Regions from separate parts of the Triticum aestivum genome. Here region 1 is linked to region 2. Evidence: chromatin contacts called from public Hi-C data. All regions are on one chromosome and are shown on one strand. The core of a region is the stretch at or near the end of the contact, and the rest is flanking DNA. Distances in the headings are between cores, read along the strand shown. Region 1 holds the start of LOC123119530 (E3 ubiquitin-protein ligase RZFP34). Region 2 holds the start of LOC123119496.

Region 1 (7,150 bases), core at 2,868-5,367, 980 kb before region 2:
GGCCGCCATTCGCGTATCTGCCAGCGGACCACCGACGGTGCAGATCCGAGCGGCTAGAGGACGAGCCATTGCCTGCATGTGGCCTTGCGGCCCTGCCAGGGCCTTCTGGCGAGGTGCCCGGCCAGTCTATGGCGCGGCCCGGCCTCCCACAGTCGGGTGAGCTCAAGACCAACCGGATCCGACCCAAATCCGGCCGGCGGGTGCGCAAACCAGGTGGCCATGGTTGGGTAGCTCGGCGGCAACGAGGGGAAGGGATTGGGCGAGCGCGCATCCGTGTTGCACGGCTGCAATGCCAGCAGCGGCGGCGGGCGGCGAGGGGAAGAGTGGGGAAGAGTGGAGTGGGATGCGGCCGGAGGGAGGGAGGGGGCGGATAGAAAAAGGCCTGTCCTGTGCCACCGACGGGCGGGCCAGGGGAGGGACAGGGGAGGACACGCGCATACGGCCGGCGCGTCCGCGTGGTGTCCGTTTCACCCCAAAAGCGACGCAAACTTGGACCGCGGATGGGTCGAAAGGAGACACAAAACGGACAAAAGTCCGTTTGCTCCCGCGCGTTGGGCCGCCTGATTCGTCCGTTCTACCTCAAACGGACGGGTCCGGACAAGATAGAGTCGCGCGGTGGAGTTGGCTTAACCGCCGTCATCCTAATCCGCATCCAGGCACGGCGCTGTCCGAACTGGTCCGGGGCCGACCTCCCCTCCCGCTGACCCTGGGAAACCATCCCATTCCGTTTCCGTGGGCGCGTATTGCTGCTGCCAACTTGCATTATTTTTGTTGATATACGGATGGTGATTGACGGGTTGATAGGCTCCAGCTCACGTCTAAGTGCAGCAGCATCACCCATCGGACAGTACTAGCCCATGACATTGAAATAATTTATAATTTCATGCCTGTAATAACAGTAATAATAGTAGTAATAACAGTGACCAAGTCGTGAGGGAGGAGCAACAGGTTTGCTTCGATCATATCGTTAAATAAAAGATGATAAAAGAGTTGACATGTGAGCGAATTTATGGTTATGTCCACTGCATCTCAAAGGGAAATTCCTTTCTTTAAAAGAAATCTTCTAGGGTAGAGTCTTCATTTTTCATTATACGGAGTAAGTATTGAAGTTGGGTTCACGTCATGGAAAGAAGGTGGCGGCCATCCCATATGTTGGAAGTTGGAACACAAACAAAACTTCAAGTCGTGAATGCCAAAAAACATGTTTGCAATATTCCTGCAGATTATAGGCCTATTAGTCTATGTAACGTTGTCTACAAAATTATTGCTAAATCCCTTGCGAACAGGCTTAAACCACATCTCCCTGGCTATATTCATCCCTCTCAACAAGCATTTATTGAAGGAAGGAGAATTAGTAACAATATAATCATAGCTCAAGAAATCACTCACTCCTTTGCACTCAAGTCTTGGAAAACTCCTGCTTTCATGCTTAAAATTGATCTTGCCAAAGCCTTTGATCGTCTAGAATGGAAATTCATTATTGGCGCTTTGGCACATAAAGGGCTACACAATCATTTCATCAATCTCATTTATGCCTGCATTTCTACTCCAGTTTTTTCCGTTATCATAAATGGCCAAGAATATGCTAAATTCAAAAGTAGCAGAGGCATAAGACAAGGTTGTCCACTCTCTCCATATCTCTTTGTCCTTGCAATTAATGAATTATCTGTCTCCTTGCAGGAAGCTATGAAACATAACCATCTTTCAGGTATTTCCCTTAGACCAAACTGCCCCCCTATCCACTCTCTCATGTTTGCGGATGATCTTCTTGTTTGTGGCCAAGCTACGCTCCAAGAAGCCACTATTATGAGTCAACTCATTCAATCTTTTTGTGCTAGATCTAGCCAGATCCCAAATTGGAATAAATCTGGAATTCTATTTAGCAAAGGTGTAGACAGCAGCATTCAGCAAGCTATAAAAAACATCTTCCCTGTTGTTTCCATTGATAATAACTTCATTCATCTAGGGCATCCTCTCATTCTGCCAGCAAAAGATAGATCCTCTGCCTATAATTTTATAGTTGATAAATTCAAAGCCAAACTCCCTACTTATAAGGCCACCAAACTCTCTCATGCCGGTAGGCTCACTCTTATAAATTCCGTGTTTGCTTCCATCCCTATATATTACATGTCCAATATTCTTTTTCCCAAGAAGTTCCTAGCCAAACTCACTTCAATTATTAAAAACTTCTGGTGGGCAGGAGTTAGAGAGGAAACTAATGAGAGATCTCTTTGCCTCAGGGCTTGGAGAGACATTTGCTTCCCTAAGAATGAAGGAGGTTTAGGCATAAAAAACTTACAAGCCACCAACAAAAGCCTAATCCTTGCAGCTGCCTGGAGGATAGCAGAAAATCCTAATAGCCATATCTCAAAAGTTTTGCAGTCTAAATATTTCCCGGATCTTCCCTTTGGAGAGCTAACCCAAACATCCCCAAATCTTCCTTTTGGACTTCAATCATCAAAGTTAGGCCAATGCTCATCAACAATTCTTTTTACCAGATTACAAAAGGCAATATTTCTCTTTGGAGCTCTCCTTGGTTCAACTCATGGGAAAATATTTATGATCATCTTGTTATCCAAAATAATGATTTTAAATACCCGGCACTAGTTAAAGATCTCTGGCTTCCTAATCACAAAATGTGGAATCACAATTTTATTGATATGCTATTTGACCAAGACACGGCTGTAATTATAAAGCAGGTTCCAATTATTCAAGCTGAAGATGATGATATTTTGTGCTGGAAACTAACTCCAACAGGGAAATTCAACACAAAAAATGCATACAAACTTTGTCTACAGGTGATGAGGGAAGAGGGGGAGCCACAACCTAGAGCTCTAGCAGACAATACTAAGGAACTTCTAAAGCAAGTTTGGAAAGCCAAAGATATTGCTCCAAGAATCCAAACTTTTGCCTGGAGACTAATTAGAAAAGCTCTGCCAACGAGGAAAAGAGCAAGTAAACATTCTAAATATATCAGTACCCGTTGTGCTAGATGTGGGTTGGAAGAAGATGATATGCACATATTGTTTACTTGTCCGTTTGCTAGAGCAGCCTGGTTTGCCAAACCTTGGTACATAAGATCTGATTTACTAATTCAAAATTCTGATTCTCTAGCTTCCATTATTATGAGTTTTGCTAGTTCAGATCACCCTTATGCTACTTTAAGCAATAATTTTTACATTCATGTGGTGCTTATGGAAAGCAAGGAATGATATACTCTTCCAGAGAAAAGATGTGTCTCCTTTCCAGATCTTTTTTGTAGCACATGCTATCACAAATAGCTTATCTTTAGAAGTAAGGACATTAAAACAGAGAAAGATAACCACTGAAAATCACATGATAAATTCTCAGGAGAAAGAAAATCAGAGACAGGGAATTACGATTGATAGTATCATGCTTCCAGATTCAGTCAAAATTTACACAAATGCAGCCTGGCATGAACTAAGAAATTTTGACACTATTGAAAGTGTAAGAACAGGAATTGGTATTTTTTTGCAGGTACATCAGAGAGACCAAAAGATGGAAGCTACAATCTCAGCGACTATTGAACACTCACAATCAACAATTCAAGCAGAGGCACATGGAATCAATCTAGCGGCAATCATTATCAACATGCTAAATATTCAACAAGCAGCCATTTTAACGGACAATCTTACTCTTGCAAAAGCAGCAGCAACAAGATCTCCTAATTCTCAACCTGGACACTGGCAAATAAGGAGCATTCTGACAAACTTCTGTAATAACAATGCAACAAAACAGGTTCAGGTGTTTCATATTCCTAGAAGTCATAATTGTGAGGCTCATGTAGCAGCCAAGTTAACTCAGTCTCAGAATATATTTCCTGAACAGAGTTTTAGGATAAGCTGTTGTAATGTTCAGCATAAAAAATGGCATTGCCCCCTAATTCAAATCATTGCAGACATTGCTAATCAGGGATATGTCATTACCCATGTAAACTGCAGATAAATGAATGTATGTTAGGCGCCTTGTGCGCCTTTCTCTTGTTCAAAAAAAAAAACTTCAAGTCGTGAATGAAATGAAAAAACAAAGAAGCTGGTCCAGGTCCAGCCCCCCTCCGCCTATATATCCGGCCCGCGTCCCGCGCTTCTCCTCCAACACGCGCAGCACAGGCTACCCATTCTTTCTTATTAATTCCCGCCGGGCGCGTGCGCGTGCGCGTGAGCGGACGGACGGCAGCGAGCCTCTCCCGGACTCCGATTCCTTCCTCCTTCCTTCCGGCGGAGCTGATCGCCTCTCCTTCTCCTCTCCCAGAGAGGAAACCCGGAGGAAGCAGAGACGGCCGGACAGATGGATTTGGGGGCAGAGCAGCACGGGTAAGCAAATCAAATCAAACCAACCAGCTTTTCGGTTCGAGGCCACTGATTCGATGGTTTCCGGGTGAAGCTGCGAGCATTACACGAGGAGGTGCAGGATACGGGCGCCCTGCTGTGGCGAGGTCTTCGGCTGCCGGCATTGCCATAACCAAGCTAAGGTCTGCATAGAGTGCCTTTTTCCTTTCTCGCCAACGCCAAACGCCAACGCCATGCCGCGCGATTTCGCGGTCGGTCGGTCGGGCTGTGCTCTGAATTCGGACATTTGGGCCTGTTTGTGTTGGTTGCTGCAGAATTCGCTGGAGGTGGACCTCCTCGACCGGCACGAGATCCCCCGCCACGAAATCAGCAAGGTGTGTGCTCCTCCCTTAGCCCCATCTGTTACTTAATTCTATCTCGGTCATTCCGTGTTTTGCTGTATGCCTTCGACCTTCTTTTTCTTCCTCCTCCTCCACTTGGGTACCGGCGGTAGAATTGCAATCCCACTTGCTCACTCCCTTCCAATCCGATGGTTATGGCTGTGCACGCATGGACAGTTCCAAGGCACCAACTGCCATGCAGTGGCCAAGGGAGCCCGGTCGCCCATCCCAAAGATCTTTTTTTCGCCCCGTTTCGTCAGATAACTGATAAGGTTTATCTTGGATGACCCGCCGGGTCTTGATATTTCTGTTTTATATTCCGATTCTCGCCATCAAGATCGGCGCAAGTGGCCGGCCGGCGTGGTCATCGACTCCACATGATTGTTAGGTAGGTCCATGCGGATGCGACGATGTGTCGGCGTCACCACAACGGAGGCGGCTCGGAGAAAGGGGAAAGTGGAAGAAATGGAAAAGACAAAGGATACTTCGCTGTCAATCAAGATTAATTTCGATTTAACGGCACTTCACTGATTGAGCTGGCGCATAATTGAAGGGCATGATTGCATCCGGTAGCCATGTAGCTAGCTAGCTCCACCATGTGTCCATGTCCACCACCTCTCTGGTCACATAATTATATTGAGCAATTATAGTGGACTTCTTATTCTCTCTTTTTTCTCTCAACGGAAAACACTAGTCAGTAGGAATCATATGAACTCACATAGTTACTAAAGCTATTCTACTTTGTGATGTATCACAGGTTATCTGCTCTCTCTGCAACAAAGAACAGGATGTACGTGTAGTTCTACAGTAACTTTCACCTTTTGACTGTACTAATTGCATGACATGACATGACATGAAAACTGCTCCGTTTGGATCAACAGGTGCAACAGAACTGCTCCGGTTGTGGGGCATGCATGGGAAAATACTTCTGTGAAAAATGCAACTTCTTTGACGATGATGTACGTGTAATTCCACAGTCACTCTATTAAGCATTTTCATTTTCGATGTCTGACAGCTATGTTACCTTGTTACAGATCTCAAAGAAGCAGTACCACTGCGATGGATGCGGCATCTGCAGGCAAGTGCCTAATTTACGGTCATCCTTCTTTTCGTCGAAACGTTTACTGATTTTCTCTTCCAGAATGATCAAATGTTGGATACATTGTTCTCCTTTTTCAGAACTGGCGGCATGGACAATTTCTTCCACTGCGAAAAATGCGGTGCGTTGGGTGTGAAAGTTACTGCGTTGTAAGCTTTTCATGGCATGTCTCTCCATTAAAGATGGCTCTAATAGTAATCATGCCCTTGTTCACTGACAGGGTGTTGCTACAGCAATGTTTTGAAGGACTCTCATCATTGTGTGGAACGAGCAATGCATCACAACTGCCCTGTCTGCTTCGAGGTGACGCTTTGCTGTAATCCATGCCCTAAACACTCCTGATTTTGCAATTCTTGATTTGTAAAGACAACCATGCTTTTGAATCGCAGTATCTATTTGACTCGACCATGGACATCAGCGTACTGCACTGCGGGCACACGATCCATTTGGAATGCCTGAACGAGATGAGGGTTCATCACCAGTAAGCATTTCTTCAGACAACTGTTTGTTCGCATGAAATGGACGAGAGGGTCTGATCTGATCAAGATGCTTGCTTGGTTGGTTGGTTTGTTTTCCCCAGCTTCGCGTGCCCGGTCTGCTCACGGTCGGCCTGCGACATGACGGATGCATGGCAGAAGCTCGACCAGGAGGTCGCCGCCACGCCCATGCCAGAGTTCTACCAGAAGAAGATGGTAAGCAACTTTAATAAGATGGCCGCATGCATCGTTCTGATGAAGAGGCCGGGGGTAATCCTTCTTTTCAAAAAAAGAAAAATATGTAACCATCTTGCCAATGCTGGAACCTGAACAAACAGTGATGTGTTTCTTCTTCTTCTTCTTCTTCCAGGTATGGATCCTTTGCAACGACTGCGGGGCGACGTCGAGCGTGCGCTTCCATGTCCTGGCGCAAAAGTGTCCTGGGTGCAGCTCCTACAACACCAGGGAGACGAGGGGCGGCCCGGCTACAGCGGCGTGCTCCAGAGTCTGAGCGCCTGGAGGAGACGACAGTACAACAGACACTACTCACTCATAGTCACAGCTGTGACACTATCCAGGATCTGGTCAAGATGATGGGGGCATTAGAGCTAGCTTGTAGGTTGAAGCTGCTAGTGCTTGCTGCAGTAGGAAGCACAGGAGAGTGTCGCGTCTCCTCTGTGAACAAGCCAGGAATTGCTTGCCGTCGCCGACAGGGAGGCCGTCGCGATTGCTCATCGCAATTCGAAGAACAACGAAACTCGCTGCGCTTGCATAAATCCGGAGGAATGATTTACCGCTTGTCATGGTGCGCTTGATCATCCCCTCTGATAGGTATGAGCTGTTGTGTGGTACATGAGCCTGTCTAGAGAGCTCCTGTAAGGCTAT
Region 2 (6,766 bases), core at 3,609-6,108:
CCGCCAGGAAGGCCAACGTCAAAAGAGCGGGAGTAGCCGACGTGGTTGGGTGGCTCGGGGGAGATCCTGAGGTCGAAGCCCTGGTCGTTGAAGAACACTCGGATGGTTGCACGGAGCTTGGAAGAGTCGAGGCACTTGACCTTGACCCGGACCTCCTCCTCCTTGAGGAGAGAGAGCTCGTCAACGACCACCACCTTGCCAAGAATCCGGGACATCTGGCGGATGACGAGCTCAGACCGGGCAATGTCAGGAAGGCCGGCCACGAGAATCCAGGCGGTGTCCAGGACGGCCACGACCTGGGCGTCAAGGATCGGCTCAGAGATGTCGACGACGAGCTGGTTGAGGGCGAGGGTGATCTGGCCACTGCGGGTGGCGTATCCGTAGCTGATGGAGTCAGGAAAGACGACGGTGAAGATGTGGCCAGCGGTGGGGGTGACCACCTAGTCCCACTGAGCGCGATAGAGGTGGTTGAGCTCGGCCTCGATCATCTCCGGGGAGGCCACCCCATCGACCATCGTGACGACTGCCTGGAGGGAGGGGGAGGGGGGCAGCACATCAGGGACCTCGAGGTGGAAGAAGCCCAGCCCCTCGATGCCGTGGCCGTACATCATGAGCTCGGACACCACCGGACGGTCCGGGCACAGGAGGGCGGGGTGCCCAGGGTCTTTGCATAGGTAACAACACTGGGGTTGACGCATTCGACTTGCGAGTGGCCCTCCACCCCGCAATTGAAGCACGAAGAGCGGGGAAGGCCGAAGATGGGACCCGGAGCGGAAGAAGAGCCCGGAGCTGGAGGGGGAGGGGCGGGCTGGGCGCCACGCCCCGCGCCACGGCGCTTCTTCTTCTTGGCAGTGCCGGAACGCCCACGGGCAGGGCCCCCGCCCGGGACAGCAGCCGCGGCCGGCGTCGCGGAGGCCACCGCATGAGGCGGCACGTACCTCCATGTGGGAGGAGCCAGAGGCTGGGCGGGGGCGCGCGGAGAGGCCGACGAGAGGTCCGGGGCGGAGTGGAAGATCAGGCACGGCGGGGAGCGAGGGAGGGAGAGCGGCGCCGGGGGCGCCAGTCGCCCGAAGCAGCCGGACGGGGGGAGCGGGAGCGTCCCGCGCGTCGCAGCGACCCCGGGGAGCGGCGGTCATCGCGACGGCCCTCACGGAGGTCCCGCAGCTCGCGGCGGATCGCATCCGGCGACGGCCGGGGAGGGTCGCGGCGGTCGGACCAGTCGTCGGCACGACGCTTGTGTCGCACGCCGCCGTCGTCCCACTCCCGAGGCATCGAAGGCCGAGGCGCGGGAGGGGAGGGAGGCGGGGAGGGCACCGCACCGGTCGCCGGTCGGGAGGGAGAGGAGGGGGTGGCGAGCCGCAAGGGAGCAGGGGGGCTCGAGGAAGCAGGGGCGTCCGAGGAGGGAGAGGTGGCGGCAGGCGAGGGAACTGGGGGCAATGGGAGTCCACCCGGGAGTCAGATCGAGGGCACCGGAGCGCTGGGCCTAGGGCACCCAGGCATCCCAGCTCCCGTGGGCCGGCCCAGCTGAGGGGGAGGGGGCCCAGCAGGCGGGCGTCGAGGATGGGCCGGGCCGGGGCCCGGCACACCCGGCGCGGAAGGGTCCCGACCAAGCAGGCGGCGTGGACTGATCCCGCGTAGGGTTTCCCCAGCCGCGAAAGGCGCCGCTGCCACCGCCGGCGAGGCACTGGATCGAGCCGGCGACCTGCGAGATGCAGGGAGATAGGACTGGAAACGGAGGGCGGAGGAGCCAAAGGCTGCGATGAAGGGCCGGAAGGGCGACAACCGCCGCACCGGAGGCGAGGGTGCGGGCCGCTGCGAGCCGCGGGCGGCGTCAGGGGAGCCACCGGGCCGGCACCGGACACCGGACGGCACCAGGAGGAGCGGGCGTTCGAAGCGGCTAGCCACACCCCAAGCCCGAGCGCACCGGCAGCGAGCAGCCCCGAGCCTCAAAACCGCGCCTTGGCTCCAACCGGCCCGAGGCGAGCTCAAGGGCAGCACCGGCAACCGCGGCGGCCGCGAGCCGGTGGCAGAACCCCGCTCCTGTGGGGCTGAGCCACCGGCCCGGCTGGGCAGCCCGGTGCGGCGCGTGGAGGTAACGACAGGGAAGGTAGGGGCAGCTGGCGGAGGGAACGACGGCTCGTCGGCGAAGTCCGCCCAGCGCAACCGGGGGGCGGGGGGGGGGGGAGAGGGGGATGGAGGGGGTGAACGGCATCGGGGGCCGCAGCCGCCGGCGACGGCGGAGAGGACGGGGCGGCGGGAGCCGGGAAGGCGCAGGCGACTGGAGCACTGGCGAGGGCATCGGACGCCGCGGCCGGGGGCGCGTCGCCACGGGCGTCGCCAGGGGCCGCCATCAGCAACGTTCTTTCAAAATTCTCAGACATCAATATCTAGAAAAACACCATCACAAGAGTAATCCCTGCATGGTTTATCATGAAACTAGCATGGAATCTAGATCAGTAGCATAAGATCATCAATGGCCTTACGGAGAAATAGCAGGAGACGAACAAAGAAGAGGCTCTTGCTCCCATTATATGGTTTTGCCCCTTGCAGCCGGAGTAGTTACGAAGTAGTTTGAGTCCCTACTCATGTTTTCTCAATGCATCTCGGTCTCATGCAGGATTACTACACCATCTACTATCTTCCGTCCTTGCATGAAGGCCGTTTGAAATGGACGGACAATATGACCAGCTATTGAGTTTAACCTACTCGTAGCCACTCTGATGAAAATCTTAGAGCTAACATTAAGGAGTGGCATATGGGTCGGAACCGCTGAATCCATTCAGCCTCCTTAATATGAGTAATATCATTATTGCGCCGTCTTATCTTTGATTCAGACTCGGGGACTCAAATACTCGTCCGGGTACATAAGATGGAATTATGCAATTGATAAATCGTGTTTTGTAAGAATAATATGCGTGTATCTAACCAGCTGATTCAGCAAATATAAGCACTGACAGCAGTAGCAGCATCTAAAGCACTGCACCTGCCAAATTTCCTACGACTTGCAGAACAAAGAAGGAAAATTGCATTCTCTTATTCATGTACTGCTGTGAAGAGAAGCGGGGAAACCTTTTTACCAAACGAAAACGAAAACGAAAACGAAAGCATGTGCCAAAAACCCTCTCTAAAACTCTTTAGTCCCACTCGTCGCCGACGATGATGTCTTCCTCGTCTTTGGGTGGCCGGACGACGGTCACCACCTCCGCTGCGGCCTGGCTAATGCCTTCCTCCAACAACTTCTTGCCCCTCTCCACCACCAGCTTCCCTCCCTTCTCCAGCACGTATATCCCCTCGTCCACCACCTCCTTCCGTTTCCGGTCGGCCACCACCAGCACTCTCTCGTTCTCCGCCGACCGCCACGGCATCACCCGCCCGTCCGCCAACTCGATCACCACCGCCTCGTCGGCCACCGCCATGACGGGGGCCCAGCCCGGCAGCACGGCCCAGCGCGCCCACCCCTTGTCCACCTCCACGATGCCGAGGTCCGCGTCCGTCTGGCTCCTCCTCGGCGCGAGGTCCACGGCCTTGACGCCGTCTGTTTCTTTTACCACCGGCAGCAGCAGCACGATGGACGCCTCAGAGATCTCGCCGTACATGAGCCGCACCACCGGCACCGCGGGCCGTGCGTCGACTTCGGCCTCGAGCTCCTCCACCTCCTCTCCGGCGGCCTTCTTGATGGCCTTCTCAATCTCGAGCTCCACCCGCGCCCTGGCCGACTCGGTCTCGACCACGTCGAGCGAGCGCTCGAGCTCGGGGATGCGGTCCTCGTTGGCGATGGCCTCCCGGGACAGCCGGAAGCGCGCGTACGCGAGGCAGTCGCCGGCGGAGTGCCTGTCGAAGGCGTCCCATCCTTCGTCGCCGCGGCGCTGCGGGAAGTCCTTCATGGAGCGCGCGAGCTCGCGCACGCCCTTGGACTCGAGGCGCCTCTCGATGGTGTGCTTGGTGGCGACGATGCGCTGGCGGGCGTTGAGGAAGCGGAGCTCGTACAGGAGGTCGGGCCCGCCGTAGGAGTCGAAGTAGTGTAGGAGATCGTCGGGGAAGTCGTCGGAGATGAGGGAGTCGCGGACCTGGGAGGCGACGACGAGGCGGTTTTGCTCGACGCCGGACATGCCGGTGGCCTCCTCGATGGAGGCCGGGGTGAAGCCCTCGCGGGAGAGGGAGGAGATGAGGGGCGCGTACTCGTACCAGCGGCCCATGCGGTCGCGGAGCACGGCGAGGCGCTCAGTGAGGTCGAGGTTGCGGTAGTTCTCCGGCAGGGGGTTAGGCGGCGGGTGGAAGGGCTGGTACAGCTGGCCCGGCGGGGCCGTCGGTGGCGGGGTGCGGGGGAGCATTCCACCGCCACCGCCACCGCCGCGGCCGCCGCCTCCGCCGCTGCCAGGGAGGATGAGCTTGCCGCCGTTCGGGGGGCTGCCCCGGGGCCCACCGCCTCCGGGGAGGATGAGTGCGGCGATGGTGTAGGTGCATCGACGGCGGCGGTGGTGGGCGGTGGAGAGGGGCTTGCGGTGGCGCGGGCCGGTAGAGGCCGCCGGGTGGGGGTGGGAGACGGAGAGCATGGTGGTGATAAGGTGAAGGGAGGAGCGCAGAGGAAGCAGGGGAGCTTATCTCATCTGCTCTCGTCTCGGGGAGGGAATGGCAGAGGAACGGGGTTCGGTTAAGTCGTTGATTCGGGCCTGAACGCGCCAAATTCAACCGGTCCGCGGACCATCGCACGGCTCTAACCACCAGAACGGAGCCGATTACCGCCATAACACCGGGTTTTGGGGTCACCAGCATCCGCCTGGGAAGGCATTAGATCCGTATAAACTAGCGCGACCAAGACTAGTGCTGTGTGGCACTGCTCGCCGTCGCTTTCCCCCACCTCCTTTTCCCCACGCGGTAGCGGTACAAGAAGAATAAAGGCCTTGTGGGAAAAAAAAGACACTGAAAGCCCAACCCTCCCATCCTCTCTTCTCCTCTTCCTCCAGTCTCCCGATCTCCGCAGCAGTCGCGAGGGTTTAGAGCTCGTAGGGTTCACGCCTTGCGTTGTGCACTGTGCTGTGGTGCCAGGTAGGTTGTGGACTTGGCGGGCCTGGTCGCGTGCAGTGCGCCGTCCCACTCCCATGGCGGCGCCGTGGTGGGCGGCGGCGCTGGTGACGCTGGGCGTCGTAGGGTTGGCGGCGGGTCCCCGGGGTTGCGCCGCGCAGCCGGTGGTGCTGACCAGCTACGCCCAGCCCAAGCTCTCGCTCAGGCCCTACGACTGGACCTACCTGCGCGGTGAGAGATTGAGTCGCTGCTGCTGCTTGCTTGGGTTTAACCTGTTGTTACTATACTACTACTAGTATATTACTACTATATTAAAATAGTGTGACCGATCTGTGTCGCAGAATCCCTCTCTTCTTCGTTTTTACCTTTCTCCGGAGATTAAATGCTCGTTTGATACCAGATTCTGTGTGGTTTACCATTTCCTCGCGCCCCGACCCTTGGGCTGGGAGAATTTTCATGTGCCACGTGCCACGTGTTTGGGTTACTTGAATTTCGAAATTCAACGCCTATGCCTCTGGTTTTACTTTGCCTGCTCCACTGAGTGTTTGCTTGTTAGTAAATACGTATTTCTTTCTCATTGAGGAACAATTGACGCATATAATTCGTATTTGTTTTGACTCATGTATCTAGTAACTATACCTGAATTTGTCCCACGTGGTTTGATTTTTTTTTATCTTTGCTTTCCTTACTAGCAGTTGACTTGCCGGCATCATTTTCTTCTATCACCATGAACTTTGCAACCGACAGAGATATTGTAAGTGAAAGACTCTGGTCTTCTTCTGTGAGTTATATTACTCTACTTTTTTTCCTCACAATAATAGTACTGTAATTTGTTTATGTGTGGGTGAGCTATGCTGGCTTGTCTTCTCAGAGTGGAGTGGCAATGTTGGTGACTTAAAAAATGCTTCATCACTAGCAGACAGCAATACTAGCTGAACAATCAAGACATTATGTTCTTTTCATGCTCATCCTAGTTCACGTTATACATACGTATTTCAAGATGTTGAGACCGCTTATGTATAAAGGGCCTTTGGAATGCAGAGATATGAATAACATAGGATCGAGATATAATGGCTTGTTTGTCTCAAAAAAAGAAGAAGATATAATGGCTTGTTGAATGCTGCAGAAACGCAAACACATAAATTTACAAATATGGTTATTTAGAAATATGCTAGATGTAAGATTCTTTCCATGAGGTCTATGTTCGAGTTAAAATCCCTCCAAAATTCCTGTGGATCGAGCCATTCTGTAGGTATTTCACTGGATTCCTGCATGCTCATTCCTTTGTTCTAAATTAAAATTTCCTACGCCATTCCAATCCTCCAAAATCTCTATAATCGAAAAATGCCTTAAGTGTCCATCTACAATTTGTACATAGTCCAAATTTTTTTTATATCATGCTTTCAAGACAATGCGATGATGGAAGGGTGATCAATATGTTTTTTACCCCCCCCCCCCCCCCTTCCCTGTATAACATCGTAAATATTTTGTACACCATTAAATATTTATACACTGCCGGAGTCTTCCATACTGGCCTGTCTGGAATGGACGTAATATTTGTGTGGGCATCGGTATTTAGTTCAAATTTGTATGAAATACCGATGGACACACAAATATTACATCAATTTCAAGTAGGTCCTACAGTTTTCCATAAAATAATTACTGGTTTGGTTTAGTTTTACATTTGATAGTTAGTAGAACCTGAATGGTAGAAAAACACTGTAGCTGGATGTTTTGTATGTGC

The links. Hi-C and Micro-C count contacts between places; a contact is called where the count stands out from the background.
Region 1: a contact with region 2 is called in a Hi-C map of leaf, with 3 times the contacts expected there. The contact joins the promoter of LOC123119530 here to the promoter of LOC123119496 in region 2. A contact is called at or near these places in 2 of 5 Hi-C or Micro-C datasets (both in leaf).

The regions. Positions count from the first base shown.
Region 1 is chr1B:279,384,388-279,391,537 of IWGSC CS RefSeq v2.1, reverse strand. It overlaps LOC123119530 (E3 ubiquitin-protein ligase RZFP34), which reads left to right and starts at 4,117. Exons shown (of 11, transcript XM_044539378.1): 1 at 4,117-4,334; 2 at 4,405-4,492; 3 at 4,625-4,684; 4 at 5,448-5,480; 5 at 5,572-5,649; 6 at 5,725-5,768; 7 at 5,870-5,910; 8 at 6,010-6,092; 9 at 6,179-6,270; 10 at 6,370-6,481; 11 at 6,636-7,150. The coding sequence starts at 4,309. The coding sequence ends at 6,776.
Region 2 is chr1B:278,406,294-278,413,059 of IWGSC CS RefSeq v2.1, reverse strand. LOC123119496 reads left to right here and starts at 4,858. Exons shown (of 14, transcript XM_044539314.1): 1 at 4,858-5,253; 2 at 5,718-5,776. The coding sequence starts at 5,100. LOC123119513 (rubisco accumulation factor 1, chloroplastic) reads right to left here and starts at 4,662. Exons shown (of 1, transcript XM_044539346.1): 1 at 2,866-4,662. The coding sequence starts at 4,553. The coding sequence ends at 3,135.